Linked DNA regions of Sus scrofa: region 1 is linked to region 2. Evidence: chromatin contacts called from public Hi-C data. All regions are on one chromosome and are shown on one strand. Each heading gives the region's core, a stretch centred on a gene start, on an enhancer-like site or on the middle of the called end of the contact. The rest is flanking DNA. Distances are from core to core; before and after follow the strand shown.

The links. A called contact is a pair of places that touch in the nucleus more often than the background predicts.
Region 1: a contact with region 2 is called in a Hi-C map of skeletal muscle, with 13 times the contacts expected there. The contact joins two enhancer-like sites. A contact is called at or near these places in 5 of 47 Hi-C or Micro-C datasets (heart right ventricle, psoas muscle and skeletal muscle) and 1 of 2 datasets of contacts at active chromatin or transcription factors (skeletal muscle).

Annotation. Positions count from the first base shown.
Region 1 is chr1:232,842,467-232,846,015 of Sscrofa11.1, reverse strand. All of the region lies in intron 1 of LOC102162974 (a long non-coding RNA gene), which reads right to left. Among named protein-coding and RNA genes, the nearest start is that of NPAP1, 240 kb to the left of the region's middle. Within about 2 kb of position 1,640, at least 10 of the 83 cell types and tissues checked have an H3K27ac peak or open chromatin away from gene starts, as enhancers often do. A contact at or near this core is called in skeletal muscle, where this site is marked.
Region 2 is chr1:232,735,556-232,739,172 of Sscrofa11.1, reverse strand. All of the region lies in intron 2 of LOC102167422 (a long non-coding RNA gene), which reads right to left. Among named protein-coding and RNA genes, the nearest start is that of NPAP1, 340 kb to the left of the region's middle. Within about 2 kb of position 1,627, at least 5 of the 83 cell types and tissues checked have an H3K27ac peak or open chromatin away from gene starts, as enhancers often do. A contact at or near this core is called in skeletal muscle, where this site is marked.

The DNA of each region.
Region 1 (3,549 bases), core at 391-2,890, 110 kb before region 2:
TCTGGGGAGACATTGGCTAAGACTCATGGCTTCTTTCATTATACCCCATTGCTCTATTAAATTCTATTCCCTGCACCTTCAGAGCAAATCACTCCACATAACACTGTCCGCTTTCTTTGATCTGTGTGACTGAAAGGATGAACCTTAGGCGCCCCTCCCCCACCAACCCCGCCAGAGCCCAAGGCACAATCAATTTCAATATGCAGGGGAAATAGACCACACAGGATCTATGGCCTCCCAACAGGGACCTGACATATTAACTGTTGTAATGCCTCTAATTCAGTCTATTTACTTTGGGAGAGGCCTGTCTCTCCTGCTCATCATTTTAACCCGTACATCAGCTGTGTCATGACTATTTAGAGTGATGGGGGTGATGCTCAGGGCATAGTCATGAGGAGCCTGATGAGGGAACAGCTCCAGCGAGCCCACGTAGCTGCAGGGTAATGATGACTAATTCCCTTCACGTCCCTCACCCCTGCCTTGAAATCTTCTCTTGCCTTTTAAATTGACGTCTGTCGGAGGGAATGACTCCGGCAGTGTCACTGCTTGATGCATTGGCCCGGAGGAGGCACTCCTTCTTGTCACGAAGGGAGACATGCGAGAGGAGCAAAGAACAGCAGAGGAGGGGAGATGGGGGCCCTCCGGGAAGATGAAAAATGAGCAAGGAGAGAAGGGGAAACCTCTTCAACCAAATGCCACTATTTTGATTTGAACACTTTCACAGCTTCTGTGACATAGAAGCAGACTATTGAGATGATCTCACCACATGTATGTCACAGCCCTAAACGGCTCAAGTTGGTGTATTTTTCAGAAAGTATCTCCAGGAGAAGCAGGTCAATAGGAGCTACTTTGCGGCAGGTGATTCCATATAGCAACCATTCTCTTTAAACTGCTTAGAGCCCACAACAGGATTTTGATCTTTGATGCATTCTTAATAGCTACAGTGAAAGGAAATCTTTCCAATCAATATACCTCTAGATCACCAATGTTGAGCTGATGGTGATGTGGTTAATTGTCTTAGATGACAAATGAATGGCATGCTTGAGGTCACACTTGAAAATGGAAAGAAAAGAAAACCATATTAAAAAAAAATGCTTCTTTTACTTTAAGCTGTGTCTCAAATATTCTCTTTTATTAGAGAAAGTTTTTTTTTCCCTTTTATTTTTCTTTAAACTATGAATACATTAGGTTTTAAAAACAAGCAGATTCAAGCTCCAGTTTGGCAGAATCTTCTGTCCTCAGGTAACAGGGTAAAATGTCATTAATTAATTTCACTTATCTAAGAATGTTTATGTCCTCCTTTGAAAATTAATGGTCAAACACTATGATTTTCTTATTACATGAACAAATCTCTGGGATTAAAAAAAAAAAAAAAAAGATTCCATTAATGTTGATCCAAGAACCCACTAAAGAAAGCCATGGTTGAGAGAGCTGCTTAATGTCTGGGTGATCCTTTTTTTCTCACCTCTCATCTTGGAAAAGGTTCTGGCTCAAAACTGACTCCCCAGAAACCAGAAAAGGCCTGAGGGAGTCTGGCCCAACTCCCAGGCATTTTGTTTGGGCAACTCTCAGGAGGCCAGGGTGTTCCTGAGGATAACCCAGGCAGCTCACTGCTGGCCAGGATGAGTTCTGAAATCGTGATCTGGACTCTTGCCTGTCAGTCCTGGAGAAAACCCAAAGCCACAGATCTGCTTTAGAATGAGTCTGATCTTCCGCCAGCAGAGACAGCTGAGGTCAAGGGCAGGCTTTTCGAGGCCTTTTTGTCCTCAGAGGCACTGCCTGCTCTCCTTTAGCCCAGGCAGACCTTGGCCAGAGGCAGGAAGGTGTAGATAATCCACGTGCTGCCACCGCCTGACCTTCTTAGGTGGAGGGCTGAGTTCAGGTCCCTTGGCTTCTGGCTCTAGCATACCCAAGAGAGTGAATAATGACAATAATGATTACCATTTACTGAACTGCTTCTCTGCCAGGCACTGGGCTAGCTTAATTACAAACAACAGTGCAGGTAAAATTATTTTACCTTTGTTGTGGGTTTTGCCTGTGTTGACTGTAAACTCTTTAAGGACAGAGTGGGTTTGGTTTTTGGTTTTTCGATACTCATTTCTCTCCTCTAAGTGTCTCGTAGTAGCAGGTGCCCCGTAAAGATTAATAAGTTCGAGTGGGTCACAAAGATATCCAAGTTCACACAGCTGACAAACAGGAGAGTCAAAATGCAAACCCAAGTCATGGAAATGCAAAGTGGGAACTATCCACCCTGTACCACATCCCTATCCCACCTCTGCCCTTTGTGGGGTTCAACAGGCCACCCTGACTTGGGTGCACAGTCCCTGAAGAAGTAAAGACCTCCAGCAAAGTGGCAAGGAGTCAGCTCACAAAGATAACAGCAATTCTGAAAATATTAGTACTCTCGCTGCACCCAGAATGGAGCCAAAGGATTGGAATTTGTCCAAATATTGAAATTCTTCTTTCTATAAACATAGAACATCTGAGTAGAATGGGGAAGTTGTTAGCCAGCAAAGATATTCTTTTTGGAGTTTTGGTTTTCTCTTGAGCAGGAAAACTCAAATGGATTATTATTAACATATTGATTAACTTATTTCTTACTCCTTCAATAAAATGATTAGAAATAGGATTGAGTCATATCTTTAAGTCCCTAATCATAATGATGATGAGAATATATTTTTAGTCTTTCTAATTTACAAATTACTTCCACATAAAATTTAATTTTTAGTATTACAATAAGCAGGGAGTGTATTAATATCCCTATTATATGGGTAGGAAAACCAAAGTCCAGAGAGAGAGACTGCATGATTCATCTGAAGTTACAAGGTTAATCAAAACGTAGAAGGCCCAAATTCAGATTCTGACCCCACCACATGATTCTGGCTGTTAACGATTACCTCGATCGTCCATGCAGAAATCAGGACCTACCATTTCGTCATTCTAACAAAGGCATCTCAATTATAGCCTAAGATTTTCAGACTTATTGATAGAAGATACTAGTTTCACAAGGGCTATTGATTTTTCAAGACATCTTACAGGTAGCTTGCCATTCTTTAGCATTTGTAAGACTGAAAATTTAATTACTGAGTTTATGATCATTCTTTCCATTACTAACCACACACAGAAAAATTTCCTAAGGCGAGAAACCGTGTCTAATTAACCTAAGGGTTATTGAGACTAAAGAAAAGAAGACTGAAAAGCAACTTAATGAGTCCAATTATTTCCTCCAGGCCCAGGAAGGGCATTAGCAACAGGCTTTCCCTGGACACGAGCAGGCCGACTTCCCTCTCAGCCTCCTTGCAGTCTCTCTCCCATAAACCAAAGCTTGGCTCAAGAAAGAGTGAGGTAGTGACTACTAATAGGGGTGGTGGTGTTTTGTTTTTCTTTTTGGGGGGTTTTGTTGTTATTTTGCTTTTTGTTTGTTGTTGCTGTTGTTGTTGTTGTTGTTTGCTTTTTAGGGCCAAACCCTTGGCATGTGGAAGTCCCCAGGCTAGCGGTTGGTTAAATTGGAGCTACAGCTGCTGGCCTACACCACAGCCACAGGCATGG
Region 2 (3,617 bases), core at 378-2,877:
GCGTGGGCTGGCAGCTACAGCTCCGATTAGATCCCTAGCCTGGGAACTTCCATATGCCATGGGAGCAGCCCTAGAAAAGGCAAAAGACAAAAAATAAAATAAATAAATACATACATACATACATAAATGAGGTGGTGTCTATTTTTGCCTCCTTAAGGGCAGGGCTGGAGGAGATGGCCGAGAGCAGGAAGTCCTTGAAATCAATTGGCTCTATGAAAACAAAGGGGTCCAAGTCATCCTTCATTTGCTCTAACTATAATCCATTGGACTTGCATGCTGTGCTCTGTCTATCAAATCAAACCTTCCCCAAGGAAAACCTGATTCTTTTAGGCCCAGTCTGTGCTCTGACAGCACAAGCCACATGGCCTACTTCAATAAGTCCCCATTACTGCCGACTGCACTGCTTTCGGAGCCAAATCCCAAGGGCTCCCAAGATGGATCATTCAATCTTCTGAGTAATCAATCCCAAGAGCCTGCCGATCTGACCCTGCTCAGCTGAGCTGAGGAGTGGCCTGCCTCGTGGCCATGGCGGCCTTGGACTTGGGGAAGCGGCAGCAACACATATTCTCCAATTTCCAAAGCCTCTCCACAGATATTTGGAAAGGGCAGCAGGAAGGTGTGAAAAACAGAAGCAGGGGCTGGGGGAGGGGACTGGGAGATTCGATCCTAAACAGGTTTCACTTAAAAAAGGAAAATGGTTATATGACTCTTTGCAAAAACCTCACGCTCCACAGTGCCCTTTGGGGAAACTTGAACCTCCCAAATATGTTGTCAGACACTGAACCCACACCCAGAGTGTTAAGTAACACTGGCTCTTGGACAGAAAAGTGTCACCATTCCCTCCTCCTGGCTGGTGTCTTTAAATAGCTCCTCTTATTTACGGGTGTACATAGTGTTAATGTCCTTCAGTTGCTCTATTTTCAAGGATGGAAAAGCAGTTGCTAAGCATTTCTAAATGACAGCCCCAGGGTTCATTAAAAATATGGCAAACATTTGCTAAGCTCATTAAGTGCAATTTTTGTGTGTGTGTATCAGATTCCTCCTCTGCATGTTCTGCGTGACCAAACATCTATTAACCCTAATCCCATTGATGAGTCTGATACATTCAAACCGGCAATTAGACAAAACAAAAGGGATATTTATGGAGAGACTCCTAAATGGGCTTTCATATTGGTCTAAGCTGTTTCAAAACGACAGTTTAATTCCCCTCTGTTAATCCCTTGCTTCCAGAGCACTCCCTTTGTTTGATTATAGGCTGTCAGATTCAGGGATTCTGATTGAATCAAAATTTGAGGCAAACTAGAAACACATAATAATTATGCCATTTAAGCCCTGTTGCCTACTGTATAAGCAAACCAAGTGCTCTACAGATGAAGACTCCTTAAGCACAAAAGATTTCCAAATGTGCTGCTTGTACAATTAGATACCATAGAATCTGAATTAGGTGGTCATTGCCTCTGATCCTTTCGAAAATCCTCCATTTGATGAATTTGGTGGTAAAATACCGTGCATTAAATCTGTTGACTAGGCAAAAATATTTTAGGAAGAGCTCCCTCTGCTCTTCCTCCCCTCCACCCCATCGCCTCCCTCCTCAACCACAGCTGTGGACTTGTCTGACCCACAGTGGTTAATCTGAGCACCAGCTCTTATTTGGCCATTCCAGCTTTCCATTAACTCAGGGCCACGGGGGTGTTATTATTAGAGGCGGAAAGGATTCTGCATCACTTACATGGTGTAAAGCTGGACAAATAAACAAGTACTGACTATGGATGTCTCCCAATCACACTGGGCCTCAATTTTTGAATGTGCTCTTTCAAATAGCAAAATGACCCTTCTCTAGCTTGTAAAACCTCTCTTTGTTTTCCCTCAAAGAGAAGGAAACTCACCCAGAGGAGAGGACTTTTGACAGAGTTCCCCAGCAGTAACATCATTTTCAAGTGGCTCTTGACCAGCTGAGCTTTTTCAAAGTGTAACTTTTATAGCCACAAAGGATCATGTCTTATTTGGGTTCATTAAATTTCCTCTTACTTTGCAAAGGGCTGACCAAGCTCGCAGCTGCCGAGAGAGAGAAGCCAGCCCTTCATCATTCTTCAAGTTGATTCAGCACTGGTCAGGGCTCTATTTGAAAGCCCTACCCAGATTTAGACCTCATAATTTAGTCTCTGTTGGAAATGGGAAAAAGAAGAAGAAGAAGAATATCCTTGTTCTAGTAAGAACTAGATCTCCTTTGGCTACCGGTGAAAGTTGGGGTAGAGCCAGTGTTGGCAATGAGACACAAGCTGACTTATGGAAGTGTCGCCTGAGTGAGGTCAGGTGCTGAGGCTTACAGTGAGAAACTATCATGGAGCAAAGAGAAAATGAAAATGAATTTAACAAGAGTCAGACCGTTAACGCAGAAACCTCCTCACCTCCTTCTGCTCTCTCTCCTAGGAACTACATTTCCCAGCATTATCCACCTCTAAGATTTTGGGTTAGATGCTTCCAAGGAAAGCTTCCCACTTATCATTTGGAAAGCAAAGAGAAGCCTCTTCTCTCCAGAAGCTACTGTGGCCTCGGTAACTTGACGTCTCAGTGTCCTATCAAAAAATCACTGCAAGGTTGCCACAGCTTCCTACACTTTCAGATTTCTTGAGCACCAGCCATTCCCTCCAAGCCTAAGCTCCCAGACTTTCTCATGGAGATGCAAGCCTCTAATTCCTGTGTTAAGATACTTCCTACTTCAATTACTGGCTGGACCCTGACTGATACAGGTAATAGATGCCTGGAGCTAGGAAAGAGAGCTGGGCTGACTGAGGCCAGATCACTTTGAAGAATGGGATCTGAAGCTCAGTGTGGAGAACCTTCTACTTCATTCACGTGTGCAAGCATCTTTTCAACAAATCTTCATGGAACACCTACAAAATCCTAACCCCTCTGGCAGAAACCAGTGCTAAAGAGATAAGCTCCCTAACCCATAGATCTTACAGTAAAACAATAAAATGCTTCCTTTAGCATTTCTGCTAAAGGAAATGACGGGGGCAAAGAGCTACAGCTGCCATTTGCAAAGATACTAACAAGCAGAGAATAACAGGAATGTAATTAAGGAAAAAAAAATTAGTCGTGAACCAATGAGATTTAAATTGTAATCTCAGCTGTTTCATTTCCTAACCATGTGGCCTCAAAGCAGTCAAATGAGTTTACTCTCTGAGTGTCTGCTTCCCTGGTCTTATCTTACAGGATGGTTATGAAATTAGAGACAATGCACAGCAACTAAAACACAATAGCCACTCAGTAAATGGTATTTGAAACCCCACCACCACCACTAAACCCACTAAATGCTAAATTTCCTAAAAGCAGCTGTTTTACTGTCTTGATGTCCCAAGGATTTACCTAGCACAGTGACTTAGGTTTAAAAGATGTTCATGTATCAACTCATGAATGAATGATAGGATAAGTGAATATATGTATAAACTGTGTGGTACATAATGCATACTTGGTAATTGAACTATCTGTATTATAATTAAATACAATTAATATACTGTAGATAATGTACTAAGCTCAGTGGGAACAATAGGGAAGGAAGTCTTGGGGGAGGGAGAGTAGGAAGGGAGCATTTTCACTGAGATTTGAAGGATGCA